3 separate regions of the Zea mays genome follow, and regions 2 and 3 are each linked to region 1. The links are chromatin contacts, called in public Hi-C maps. All regions are on one chromosome and are shown on one strand. Each heading gives the region's core, a stretch centred on a gene start, on an enhancer-like site or on the middle of the called end of the contact. The rest is flanking DNA. Distances are from core to core; before and after follow the strand shown. Region 1 has its middle 110 kb from the start of LOC103652148. Region 2 holds the start of LOC100217281 (Protein tesmin/TSO1-like CXC 4). Region 3 has its middle 12 kb from the start of LOC103650483.

Region 1 (4,775 bases), core at 1,597-4,096:
GATGGCGTTAGGGGTCAGCTGATGAAGAAAAATCTCAAAATTATCCAAAACTTCTCCAATCATCTCGTTCAAAGGAAACCTTAATCCTGCCCTGAAAAAGCTTTTGAAAACCACTATTTCGTCGTCCTTCAGCTCTAGAGTGGTTTCTTCTCCGGCAAAACGAATAAGCTTCTTTTTAGCTTCTCCGAAGTAACCCAGCTTCATCATCATGGGCATGTCGGCTTCAGACACAGTAGATTTTTCAAAATCCAAGTGGCTGGGTTTTGACGGGGTTAGAATGTTATAATCCTCTTCTTCTTCATCAGCGTTTTCTTCCTCAACATCAGCTTGTTCAGCTTCGGCAGCAGGTGCACCTTCTTCAAAGACTCCCTCCGTCACAACTAAGCCTGATTGTATCATGACCTCGGAGATCGGGGCTGTCTCGGTGGCTTCAGTCTCCTCTCCTTCACGGGTCACCCTCGCGGTCGAGCGTACTCTAGCCATCTGGTGATGAATCCTTTGCGATTTTTACGAAGCTGATGTTTTTTATAGTTTTGACGAAGCTCCCTTTTTTACGAAGCTAATTCAAAGTGATGATTCGCTCAAGAATGCGGTGAAAAAGCTTTGGCTATGCTTAAATTTTTCAACAGCACAACAGTGCAATGACAATGAATGTTGTGGTAACTTCACACCTACATGTCTGTTTATATAGTGCAGCAGGTGGGAAGGTCAATCGCCAAGTCGCCCGCACCCGCCGAACATTCACCCGCACCCGCTAAATGGTGGACCATTACCCGCTGCGTGGTGGGCCACCTCGCACCCGGAATACTTTAATCGTTTCTCGGCAACGAGCTCAGGGAAGGTGTTTTTCGGACCTTCGGCATTCCGAAGCCTTGAAGATTTTTCACGGATCAAGCTCGTTATGAAAATAATCTAGCACCACGAAGGGGCTACTGTTGGGGACCTGCTTCATCGCCGAAGGTCTTTTAAGAAGAAACACCTTTGGAAGATCAGCACATAAGCAAATACAGCACGAAGGTACATGCCGAAGCTACCATCCAGGGAGCTTCGGCATAGTGACATGCCTTGAGACGAAGAGCTACACCGACTTAAAGAGGAAAAGACCAATCGGTCCACGATAATTTGTGTCATGATTGTAACTAGTTGTCGAGGACATAAATGTAATTTTGACCGGGCTACGTCCCGTGCCTATAAATAGGTGAACCGTACCCCCGTACCGTTCACGCTGGCTTGTATTCGCTCGTGCGTCACGCTTGGACTTTTGTCTTCTATCAAGCCGAAGGTACAAATGTAATTCAATATTGTTCTTATTCATCTATGATGATATAATAAAGATATATTAATGATATCATATGATTATTCATGTTATTTCTCATGCTTCATATGCTTCTTCTTTCATTAACATATACTGTGATGATGAAGGTACGTCCTTCATGACCTTCGTCCGAAGATCCTTATATCCTAATGGAAATAATGCTTCGAAGGACGAAGGGCATTAACCATTAACCTCTTTTTGTGTTGCCTTGTTCTTAACTCATAGCATTTGAGAACAAGTCCCCAACATTAACAAGGGGTCTCATTCCTCCCTTGTGGTGGCACGTGTTTCTCAAGTTAAGCTCCATGTTCCAATTAACAATAATATAATGATCTTGACATGAACATAAATAAAATAACATAATAATTGGAACATGGACATAATGTAGTATTAATCCCAAAACCATATAAAGCAATAGCAAAAACTACCCATGTGATTCAGGGGTAAACAAGGTAAAAATGATAAACAGACTAGGGTGACCTATTGGGTCCCATCAAAATTAAACATATGCATTGAATAATGATAATAAAGAATATTATTGGGTAACAAAAGTGGATCAAGGGCACAACTTGCCTGGCACTTGAGATTCCAGTTACCAGGGTGATTCTTCAGATCCTCGTAACCTCGCGCTAGTTGTGGCAATACAAATAGACATGGTATAGACAGAATTAACATCACACCAAACATAAGAATAAAGTGCACAATAATAATTTACGCGTTTCTACGGGATCGTGGGATCGAGAACCACTAAAATCGGAGTTATGATTAAGGAGTTATGATTTCATGGAGGATTTATGTGATTACACTGTTAAACTATATTATAAATTGGTTAATACAAATCATATGAGAGATTATTCTCTAAATAACTATCTACACTTTAATCCAAATTATAAATTGACCTTAGTTCATATTTTAGTATATTATAATGGTAAGTAGATTAACAAGACTAACCACATGGGTTAAATAAAGACCTAATTATAAAATAATGAGTCATGGTATAATAAATGTTGTTATTGCATAGTAAATATTTATACGAGACTAACGCAACTTGAACGGATCGAATCGTAATTAAAACGAAGACGTTATGAATTTCCAAGGGTTTTATGTATTTGATATAGGATTAATTAGGAAATAAATTTTAATACCATTTTCATGTAAAAACAGAGACATAGGGTGATAAACAACAATATTACAAAATTATAGAGACTGAAATGGGTCGATTTGGACTAAGTATGCATTTTGTATGAATTAATCAAATTCTAGCAATTATTTCTCTATTAAAAATCCAATTCTAAATCCCTTTCTCTGATTTGATAGTACCCTGGTTTCCACGCATGATAAACAGAGAACCCAGGGGCTGGGACGCAAAAACTCTAAGACTCAGTGAGTAGCGCGAGAGGACCGTGAGTTGATAATTAAAATTTCCAGGGGCTCTTTAGTGAAATGGCATGGCGAAGAGGTATGGAGCGATTCACAACCGTTCGATACACTCCCCGTGGACCAGATTAGATCCAAGCCCAACCAGACCGGTATGCCATTAGGACCGTCCGATCCCGATTTGACGTTCCAGCACTGCTCACCCGAGCCATTACCCCGCGTGAGACCACAACCGTCCATCCGAAAACAGACGACCGAGGCATCCCCAACCATGGATCTAATCTTAGCCACTCTATTAAAGATCTACAGTGCTGGTATTTCTTCTCTCACCCGAGGCCGGACACGGCGGCGCCCAGTACCCGTGGCGGCATGACCCGTGGGAGTACCAAGCCAAGCACCATGGTCCACCAAGTTCTATCCTACTAGAGTCTACTTGCAACAGGGAGGGTGACGAAGCCCAGGAGTGAGGTCTTACCGAAGTTTTCCTGCGACGAGACCCCCGGTGACGGCAATGGAGGACGCGACCGTGATCCGCCAACTCCGGCGAGAAATCTAATGGCGCTCGACTGCTGCCCTGGCACCGCGACCCCCAAATTTGACCGTCCGGTTCAAGCAAGAAAATGTCGGGCACTCCCCGCCGTGGGTTTGACAATGGAAGCACGCCCTCTTCCGCCCTTCGAGGCACTCTCTGCCCGGCGGCTAATCCCTCTGTTTCTATTTGCTCTAATCACTCCATGCGTCGCGAGAACCCGGTACTTATGCTCCTGGATACCTCCCATGTGCACCGAGTAGGTTGCAACTACCTAGCCGCTTCCCTCGGGCGGAACCCGATTATCTAACGTGGTCAGGCACCCGCGGATTCCGCGCGCGCGCAGCACACGGGCGCAGCCACGTGCGAGAGGAAGAACCGGGCGCGAGCGTGGAACAAGGAGGAAAGAGACCGGTGGCCGAGAAAATTGGAGTTCGTTGTGGGGTTGTTGCTAGGATTGCCCTGGCTGCGAGCTCAGGCACCGGTGGAGTTCTCAGCAGCGGGTTCGGAGAAGAACGATCCGATTGAGAGGTCCCACGCGTCAGTCAAAGTGTGTGGCAAGAGTGAATGACCGAGCGGACCCCACGAGTCAGCGACGTAGGTGAACGGCTGAGCGCTGGAGCGCGGGTCCCACCGTACAGCGGTATGTGCGCATGTGACTGAGAGGAGTGAGGCTGGCGGCTAGGGCTTGCCGCGGTGGAGGCGTGTGCGGGGGGATTGGAAGCGGGCCGGCGTGGGGAGGGAAGGAGGTTGGGCCGAAATGGGTGAAGTTGGCCCAGCTGCAGGTTTTTCCTTTTTCTTTTTTTTATTTTCCTCTTGCTTTTCCTTTTCTTTTAATTTCTAGAATTCAAATTTGAATCCAGTTTTTAAATGTGAATTTATATTCATTTTAAATGTACAATTTGAGCCTAATAATTTGGAAGGTCCAATTATTTTTATACATATTTCTTTATTTTGTATAACATTTTCCTCTCTTCTCTAAACTCTAATTCTAGAATTCCAAATTTGAACATTGATGTCTTTCTATAGATTTCTTTACTACTAATTTATGCACACACAATTACACTCCAACATGATGCACTAGATATATATCTATTTTAATTATTTTATTTATTTAGTAAATGTTTGAAGTATAAAACACACTCAAATTGTTTTCTCTCTTTTTAGACAAAATAGTATTTTGAATGTAAAATAATAAGTAAAAGTTACTTCAAACTAACTATTCATGTAAATAAATGCTCTTGGTGTATCATCTAATAATATGCATAATCATTTAGTTGAACAGAAAACTTTTCTATTACCTCTTTTCTAAAATAATTCTTGGTTTTTATCATAATTCAGATCTCAAATTTCAATACTCAAGTATAATTTGAGATAACTCAATTTACTATTTCATTTCTTCATATATTTATTTTTTTATTATTATTATATTTTTATACACATTTTGGGCCTTACAAATTGTAAGTCGCCTAGAAGGGGGTGGATAGGCGAAACCTAAAAACTATAATTCTAAATCCAAACTAGATCCCTTGATTAGTGGTTAGAACAAGATTC
Region 2 (4,775 bases), core at 1,514-4,013, 480 kb after region 1:
TAAGGGGCTTATATTTCCGCCCCGAATAACAGAAGCTACCAATATTCAAGGAAATCTAAACAAACTCTTCTATTTTAAACTGAGCAAGCACTTATCTGCATGCTGATAGCCAAACTTATCCTTCCTTCTGCGCCTCTGCTGCTGGCTCGCCCTCTGGCTGCCCAGGGGTGCCCATACACCTTGCCTATCATAACATGCTGCTTCAGTTTGGAGTTGCAGTCTTTGTCTGTTAATTGGTGTTCTTCTATATTATCAATAGTAACTCCATTACTTGGTGAAAATTTCATAAGATTAGCTTGTGTTGTATGATCTATGATGTTTGGTTGGTTTAAAGCAAGCTGCTTACATTTAGCTATATCATTCTGAAAGGGTGCCCTATACAATACTAGATCTGAACTTTGGGTTATTATATGAAGTAATAGTCTATGGTTAGCTTAGCTATTTCAATTTGTCTCAGTAACTAACCATGTCTTACATTCTGCTATCCATAAAAAACTACTATTTCTCTAAAGTTTTTTTTTTGAAATCTTATTCAAGGGGCTGCCGTGTTAAGCATAGAGGAACCTAAGCAGGGATTGGAAGAAAAGGATGTTTGTGTGAAAGAAGAGAAAAGTGAAATCGAGAAACAGCTTGTTGTCTACCAAACTCCTGATGATGCTCCTGCTGAAAATGTACTGACCACACCTTCCATGGTGCAGTGCAGGTTTGTATGCTGTATTTTTGCACGATACACATATGTTACTGCGAATCCTGCCTCTTATGCAATGTAATATACTGAATCTTAATGCATCTTGCTCTTCCCAGACCCTTGGCTTGTCGTCCACCCCCAAGCTCCAAGAAAAGCTCCAAAAAACCACGATCTTCAACAAAACTCACTGGACATCCTTCGCGGTTGTGCAACTTACAAGCTCCTCCGAAGACCGACACTATGCTCTCCCCATTCGAAAACTACGCGGAAATGGTCCTTGGTGATAGCACATCGGATATCCTCAAGGGAAATTCATCTCCTCAAACTTCTGTTAAAGTGGTGTCACCAAACAAGAAGCGAATCTCTCCCCTGCGAATGGGTACCGGGCTATCTCCAATCTGTAGGAGTGGCAGGAAGCTGATTTTAAAGTCCATTCCTTCTTTCCCTTCCCTTGGCGGTGATGTAAACAATGAGGATCCAGAAACCAAGTTGCCAGCCCCTTGAATTTACCATATTTTGTCACTGGTAAACTTCCTTGCCTCTGTTTTCTGTTATTACCGTTGCTTCTTGTTGAGATGTTAATCCTTTCCTTTCCCTGTCTCAACTCATCAGGTTTATTTCTACCATACCATCTGATAGTGGACAGCCAAGCGACTTTCCTTTCATCATTTCTATCTCTCTCGATCAATGATTATTTATGTACTGCTATAATAATCTGCCGCGTGCTGGCAAAATTCTGCCTCCCTAGAACAACCAATGGCATTTGGTTTGCTGGTAAATTATCTCTTGGCTCCGTGTGTTCCCTGTGGCTGTCTGTCTATAATTTATGTTCATTATTTTGTTCCGGAGACCGAAGAATCTGAGGACTTGTATGTATCTGGGATCAAGATGTGAATCTCGCATGTACCAGATGACAGAACTGTTAAGACTTATATTTGTCTGAGGTTAAACTGCAAGACTTTTATTTAAGCTAGAACTTTGATCACTATAGGATATGGCATGATATAGCAGGGCTCTTGAGATGCATTCTCTTGTGCGTGCTTGGTAACTGTAGTCGTGCAACTGTTGACGGCGTTTGTTCAGAACAAGTGGTTGATGAATTTGAAGATGGTTTAGGGAGTGGGAATGATTTTGTTTGTGTGCGTGCGAACTTGTAAAATCTCCGTGTATGAACTGGCAATGCTTTTATGGTATTGATCATCTGCGGTGTGTTAACTGAGTGCAAAATATGGTATTTGTGAATTGTGATGTGCGATGCAAATTCAGAAGAACACATCCTTTTTCGCTGTAAAAACATCGTCCATGCTCCTAATAAACTGAGCAAAGAATCAGATGAAAGCCTGGACCCAATTCCTTGGCAATTTGTTGGCAGCCACCACCATATATACTCACGCCCCAATTCCAGCTAGCGATAGAATCCATGGCTAACGGCACTCATCGATAACGACATGCGCCTTGGCGGTAACCTGAATGCAACACTATTGGCTATCCACACTCATGGATTCGTTTCGCCACACGCATAGATTTGTTCATAGATTTGTGGGAATTGATATGAGCATACGGTTTAGATTGAAGCCAACTGATTAGGGCATGTACAGTGGAGAGACACCAAAACGGTTCTCCAAGCACAGGAGACAACTAAGAGACTATATTGTACAATGGAGTGTCTATAAACGTAGTCTATTAATAAATACAGAATTAAATGTATTTGTATAGCATCAGATAGATAGAACAGACGACAAATTCGTACAGTGGGAAGTGAGACGTCTGTTGTTACTTGGTTTACGAGCCAGAGGCGTCTCTTCACGGAGAGACGGCTCTAACATTTTTTTGCAAATAACCCCCTAAAACACCTTAAGAGCCCCCACATTAAACACCACTGTACATGCCCTCAGTAGAGCGAACAGGCCAGAGAGAAACCCTGGTCGAAACCGAACCAGAGGATCCAACAGCGATCGGGGCCGTCCCAGCAGCGAGCGCGAATCTCAAAGCCCCTAACCCCCATTTCATCTCACTAGTTGGCTTTCCTTTCCTCCTCGTGCGGCCGTAGCACCGTGCCCCTCTCGAGTTCCGACTCCCGCAGTCCGCACCTCTCGCGCTCGCCTTCGCTTTGTCGCCACGGCGAGCCCCACGCCGCCGATCGGGGCGCCGCAAGCGGCGGCGCCCGTTCCGATGGACGCGGATGTGGGGGCGGGGGCGACGAATCAACCGTGGCCGGAGCCCGACGACGCGCACCTCTCCCCGCCTCCGCCTCCGCCTCCGCCTCCCGCCTCCGCCCCGACTCCAGCCGCCGAGGCTGCCGCGCCCACCGCCTCCGCGGCCGTATCGCCGCCAGCGCCGGCGGAGGCGAACGGCAACTCCGACAGGAAGAGGAGGTCCGTGCGCCTCCTCCCTCTTCTCTCTCCCTTTCCCGCACTGTTTCGGCCGCGCGCCCGGTCTCCTCTTTCGTTTCGCTGCGTGCGATCCGCTCCCGCTTACACTCTCTCCCTCCGTCCCTCTGTTTTTTTTCCCTCTTTGCTGGGTGGGTGGATGTGGATCAGGAGGAAGGCGGACGACGGGGACGGGTGCAAGGCCTGCAGCTGCAAGAAGTCCAGGTGCCTCAAGCTGTAAGTTTACCCCTTTCGCCCCTGGCCTGCACTGCACTGCCTTCTCCATTGCTCCGTTCGAGCCCCCCCGCGCAGTGTACGTGCCACCGTGGGATGAGGTGTGGCTAGAGAAGAAAACGAGCTCTTCACTCCCACATGTCGTCGTCAGTGTGCGCCTAGGATGTCTGTACCGTTTTTGGTTCGGTGCTGATTCGGTTTGCTGTCGCTGACGAATCCAGTGCTGTTTCTAGGCAGATGTTTTAGGTTTAATCTGATTAGTCTTGCATGTTTCAAATGTACGGTACTTTTTTCTTTTTTTCTTTGTTTCGTCAATCTCACACCGCCTAGTAGCAAAATGCCGCGGTTTTATTGAGCTCCCAGTAACCCCCGCTCGTAACTGGATGTACATTAATGAGAAGAGGCCGGTTCCATTGTTGGTTCCAAGTTGACCAGTGCTTCTAGGTTTACTATATCCTACTGCAAGGCTGCACTTGCACGGCGGAAGAACAGGCTGCTGCATTTCCCGGTGTGTCCGTGATCTGCCTATTTGGATGTAATGCTGTGTACCGCTCGTCCTGTGGAGGGAGCTAAGTTTGCTGATGAGGGTTCCACATAAATGCAATTATGGCAATAAAGGTGAACACTGAACCGATGTTTTCAAGTTATAAAGTCAGGTTGAGTTGCCTGGGCACTTGATCACTAGCCAAATAGTCAGCTACACTGCTACAGCCTACAGGAATGATTAGTCTGGTGTCCTGTTGGCTCATGCTGCCTACTGCCGAGCTGGTTAGTTGTACCTGATTGTAAACCCAGTTAACTCATGTGCTGAGGGCATTAACATCTTGCAGAGCATGGGATAGAAACTGCAATGTGTGTGTACATGTATAAGCTGATTTCTAATGGGCTCAAATACTACTGGGACAAAATTGCCAAGTTCAAGCTACTGGCTGCAAGTCTGCCGCCCAGACTTGGCAAACTAATTGTGACTACGATTAGCCTACCGGCTGATATATGATATCTAGTCACTGTACCTGATCAAATCCAATTACTGATATGTTGATGAATCATGGACTAACTGTGATTAATTGGTTGAGTTGTAAACACTGTGCTAAACCAACTGCGCTGGTTTATGCACACACATGTGGTCCTACGCAGGCATGCAATCTCCGCACCTGAGCATGTGTGCTTGTGCCTTTGTGTTTTTTTCTTGCTAATTTAAGTTCTCTTCTGTGTATAATTCATTATCTGTGTTGTTCTGTAACAGTTATTGCGTGTGCTATGCTTCCGGGTCACATTGTACTGAATTATGTGGATGCGAACCTTGTCATAACAAGCCACCTCAAGGTGCTCCATGGACTGCACCAGTTTTACCTCTGAAACCTGTCCAAACATTGGAGGCTGGTCAAGAAATAGTGGTATGAATTTCTTCTTACGTCACCTTATCTATATCTATTTGAACTTTTTCAATTTTTTGGGTGATCCTGCTATTTATTGTCATCAGG
Region 3 (4,775 bases), core at 1,503-4,002, 260 kb before region 1:
ATTTTATTAGCAGTTACTAAGTGTAAGTATATATCAAACCATAATAATAATAGAACAAAATTAATAATAAATCCCATGCAATGCAAATGACAAAGTGAATTTAGTTCTATAATTTAATCATGCATGAGTCCTGAGCTGCTCATGACCGCGAGCACGACTAGTATACCAGTTTTACACTCTGAAGAGGTTGTACCCTGTACCCACAAGTCGTGTATCCCTTGTCGCCAGGGTTAGCTAGACCCTTAAACACTTCCGAGGTGAATGGCTAGGGATCCACTACGAGGCCTTTACAAAGTTCCACTAGCTTCTGAAAACCCGCTACAGTTTCCAGGAAGAGCAATGTAGGAATCCCCCGTCTGACTGCCATCGCAGCAAAATCAACCCGGGAACCTCCCTACACGCCTACTCCCCTACTGCCCTTGCCCCTTTTGGGTAAGGTAGTCTTCCACTAGCTTTCCTAATTAGTCAGCCAATGGCGTCCCATTCCACCCTTGTGGTGGCACGTGTTTATCAAGTTAAGCTCCATGTTCCAATTAAAAATAATGATCTTGACATGAACATAAATAAAATAACAGTATAATTGGAATATGAAGATAATGTAATATTAATCCAAAACCATATAGAGCAATAGCAAAAACTACCCAAATAGGTCAGGGGTAAACAAGGTATAAAGATAATCAGACTAGGGTGACCTATTGGGTCCCATCAAAATTAAGTCTATACATGATAAAATGATTATAAAGAACATTATTGGGTAAATAAAAGTGATCAAGGGCACAACTTGCCTAGGACTTGAGATTCTAGGTACCAGGATGATCTTCAGATTCTCATGACCTCATTGCTAGTCGTAGCAATACAACAAACATGGTATATACAAAATTAACATCATGCCAAACATAAGAACAAACTACATAATAATAATCTATGCATCGTAACGAGACCGTGGGAATGAGAATCACTAAATTCGGAGTTCCGGTTAAGGAGTTATGATTTATGGAAGATAAATGTGAATTAACGATTAAACAATATTGTAAATTGATTAGTATACATCATATGAGAGAGTATCTTACAAATAATTAAATCAACTTTAATCTAAGTCATTACTTGATTATAAATTATCTTTTAGGCCAAAGATAGCCATAAGATCAGGATACTATATTAATATTAATATTAGGATAATCTGATCGAGAAAACATAGATTAGTCAAATTAGTTACCTAATTATAAAAGTATGGGATATCATATAATCAATGTTTCTATTGCGTAGTAGATATTTATATGAAGCTAATGCAACTTGAACGGATTGATTCGGAGTCAAAATGGGGAAGTTATGAATTTTCAAAGTTATAGGTGCTAGGTACAAGATTAATTAGGAGATTAATTTTAATATGGTTTTCATGTCAAAACAGAGACACTAGTTGATAAACACTAATATTACAAAAATATAGAAATTGGAAAGGATCAATTTGGACTTAATATGAATTTTCTATGAATTATACAAGTTTCTAGTATTGTTTTTGTTCTAAAAATCATTTTCTAAAATTTATTATCTAATTTCTCTGTTCTCTGGACTATGCGCATAAAACAGATAAGCACAGGGTTTACTACGTAAATATTTCCAAGACTCATAACTTCCCCGCGATGGACCACAAGTTTATTATGAAGAACCCCGAGGGCTCTTTAGCAACATTACCACGACGAAGGGTTATGGTTAACTCTCGGCCGCCCGATCCACTACGGACGACACAGACTAGAAGCCATCAATACTGAACCGGTATGAAGCTACGTCCGTCAGATTAAAGATCGACGATCAGAGTTTTATGAATTGAGATCTAATAGGAATCGAACAGATCGCATCCAACGACCAAATTGTTCACACCGCAGCTATACCCCACACTCTAATCCCGGTCGTTCATCACGTATTCAACAACAAGATCACTCTCTTCCCCCACCCGATAACCTAGAGTGGCAACACAGGCTTACTCGTGGCGGCGCCATGGCTGGAACAGCGGCCAGCCCGCCTAAGAATGCTATTTCCTATTCGAAATATGGTTATACCGAATTGGGGACATGAGGAAGCTGCGGGAAAGGCTCTCACGGGATTCACAAGGTAGTTTCTCACGGCCACGACGTGCTGTAGATGGTTGATGAAGTTAAGTAACGACGAGAAATTCGGCGAGCTCTGACCGATCATCCAGTCGGGAAGCATCTCGTCATAACTCCATACCTCCATGCAATGCTTCCAGACCACTCGCAGAGAACCACATGGCTTGACTGACGAGAATTGACGTCGAGGTCAAGATACGGCGGCGACGGCGCTCTCCTCCCGGTAGATGGTGGCTCCGGTTGCGATCCCACGAGACGAGGAGGAGGAACAGGTGGCCCGATGATATAGGCGCGAGAAGGCGAACTTGGCATGCAACGACCACATGAGATTTCCCTGGCGCACTGGGTTTGTTACGAGGTTGTCGGTGCTATCTCCGATCCGAAGATGACGATCAGGAGGGACCCGACATGTGGCCCCAATCGTTGATGACCCAAGGGAAGAGGTGCGCGTCACCAACAGCGTGTGTGGATGAGCTGCGTGAGATCGAATGGGCCGATTCCGATTTTGGGGGTGAAGAATCGGTCGGAGGAGCGCGAGATGCACGCGACATCTGTTGCAAACGGCCAACGAAGAAGGAGGAGCTGACCGGGGTGGCCCACCAGTCAGTGGTGTGAGTGGCGCGTGAGGTGAGAGGCTGGCGCGAGTGGCCTACACGGCAGCGACACACGGTGCGCGGGCGCGGAGTGGGTATCCTAGGCCGTCTACATGGTGGTAGGTGGGCCGCGGTGGGATTTGGCTGGGCCAGCGGGTGCGTGATATTGGGCCAGGAAAATAGTTTTGGCCCAAAAAGCTGATAGGCTCTTTTCTTTTTAATATTTTTCTGTTTTCTTTTGTTTTCCTTTTATTTCCAAATCTAGAATTTGAATTCAAACCTCACAGCAAAATTTGTACTCAAATTAAATTTTCATCTTGAACATATCAGTAGAATGAATTTAGTTAATTATGGATTTATTTTGGGTTTTATAATATTTCTTCCCCCTTTTTCCACTTTTGAATTTCAAACTTCAAATTTAGGTTTTATCCCAAACCTTTGACTCATTATTATACTTTTATTAGTGTTATTGTTAAATGCACAAACAAAAACTCCAAGCATGAGTGTAAAGTCTATTTACTTCTTACTTTACTTAATGCCTCTCAATATAATATTGATAAAGGGGTATTTACTCAAATAAATAGGAAATTCTCCAATTCATTAATTTTTTCTGAGTTTAAATTAAATTTAAAAGTTCCGTCTAGATTTGAGTCATCTAAATTTAATACTATCCTTATATATCAATAACCATTTAAATAAATGCTTATAGTTTTTCATTTTAATGAAATGAGTAATCTCTTAGTTGGATAGAAAAACTTTCTATTACTTCTTTCTCTTCATTAATTCTTGGTTTCGAAATTCAGTCCTCAAAATTCAAAGTTCAAGTATAATTTGAGATATCTCACTTTACTATTTATTTCTTTATTCATTTATTTTATTTATTTTTTATACAATTTTTTGGGCTTTACAAATCCTACCCCCTTTAACAGAAATCTCGTCCTCGATATTTGTATGAAAAGGGATACATAAGGATTGGTTTGTAATTCGGCTTTTAGTCTATAATTGGTTCAAAAATCCAGAGTCTCGTTTTTTATAGTCAATAGTGGGTGATTAGGAGAGCATAGGTATCCAACTACTTATTATGTAGGACATAAGCTAGACAGGTTGATGTAATAAATATTATGGCAAGGAAAGACTTCGTCCGAAAGGTTTAAGTCTTGATTCGTCTCGAGATTCGCTTTGACTGTTATCTCCTTCCTTGTTGAGGTTGATCTTTTCTTCTTCGGTCTTGGTCTCATTGATTCGAGGTTAATGTATATCAGCAGAGTTGGGGCATATGGTTGAAATAGTTATGGGTGAGATGGACTACATGATATAGGTCAAAAGTTTGTTTGATGTTAGGCGGGGATAGATAGATTATACATTTCATCATGACTCTATTGGTTGGGTCAGATCTCATATATGTGACTGAGTTGGTCTACTGTACTGAGTTAAGTTAACACCTAGCTAGTAGGGTTTAATCTCTTCTTTCTTGAGCTATGGTGTCTCCTTCCGGGTTTAGGACAGGAGGTTAAGATAGTTTTGTAGGTAACATATGGATAGAGGGTTTAGTAGGTAGCTATATGCTAGATGGGATTAGTTATGTAACCTGTTTTGTAGGACAAGTTGTTGGGTATGGCCGAGTTGATCTAAGTCACCAATTTAAGCGTAAGTGAATTAGGAGTATGGCCTTATCTTTTGTACCAGCATTAAGTAACTCAATCTAGATGAGATCATATTAGGTTAGATAGGTCTACTTTCTTCTACCAGTATCACTAATCTGTTTAAGTAGACCACATTAGACTAGATCGTACTAGATCACATTAGATTCTATAATCCTATTCAAAAATATCATTTAGTTGAGCATAACAAGCTGACTTTATCTTTATGAAATTCTAGTATTTTTAGTGGAACTTCCCATTAGTATTTCTTTATATACACCTAAAATTTTCATACCATTAGCAGGTGTGGCATAGGAAACAAGGGTACATCAGGTTTTAGCTACTAGGTGAGTGTAGGGAAGATTTGGGGAATAAGGAAAATTAGGGGAATAAGGAAAATTAGGTAAGGGAGACTTTTATTCCGGATGGTGGATCTT

The links. A called contact is a pair of places that touch in the nucleus more often than the background predicts.
Region 2: a contact with region 1 is called in a Hi-C map of tassel, with 2.3 times the contacts expected there. The contact joins the promoter of LOC100217281 here to the enhancer-like site in region 1. A contact is called at or near these places in 2 of 25 Hi-C or Micro-C datasets (endosperm and tassel).
Region 3: a Hi-C map of ear shows a contact between it and region 1, with 2.0 times the contacts expected there. The contact joins two enhancer-like sites. A contact is called at or near these places in 3 of 25 Hi-C or Micro-C datasets (bundle sheath, ear and endosperm).

Annotation. Positions count from the first base shown.
Region 1 is chr3:121,767,807-121,772,581 of Zm-B73-REFERENCE-NAM-5.0, reverse strand. No RefSeq gene overlaps it. Among protein-coding and RNA genes, the nearest start is that of LOC103652148, 110 kb to the right of the region's middle. Within about 2 kb of position 2,846, at least 18 of the 20 cell types and tissues checked have an H3K27ac peak or open chromatin away from gene starts, as enhancers often do. A contact at or near this core is called in bundle sheath, ear and tassel, where this site is marked.
Region 2 is chr3:121,287,053-121,291,827 of Zm-B73-REFERENCE-NAM-5.0, reverse strand. LOC100217281 (Protein tesmin/TSO1-like CXC 4) reads left to right here and starts at 2,763. Exons shown (of 6, transcript NM_001143632.1): 1 at 2,763-3,063; 2 at 3,229-3,294; 3 at 4,538-4,688; 4 at 4,775. The coding sequence starts at 2,861. It overlaps LOC100216775, which reads left to right. Exons shown (of 11, transcript NM_001317372.1): 9 at 538-703; 10 at 805-1,213; 11 at 1,301-1,915. The coding sequence ends at 1,192.
Region 3 is chr3:122,031,953-122,036,727 of Zm-B73-REFERENCE-NAM-5.0, reverse strand. No RefSeq gene overlaps it. Among protein-coding and RNA genes, the nearest start is that of LOC103650483, 12 kb to the left of the region's middle. Within about 2 kb of position 2,752, at least 16 of the 20 cell types and tissues checked have an H3K27ac peak or open chromatin away from gene starts, as enhancers often do. A contact at or near this core is called in bundle sheath and ear, where this site is marked.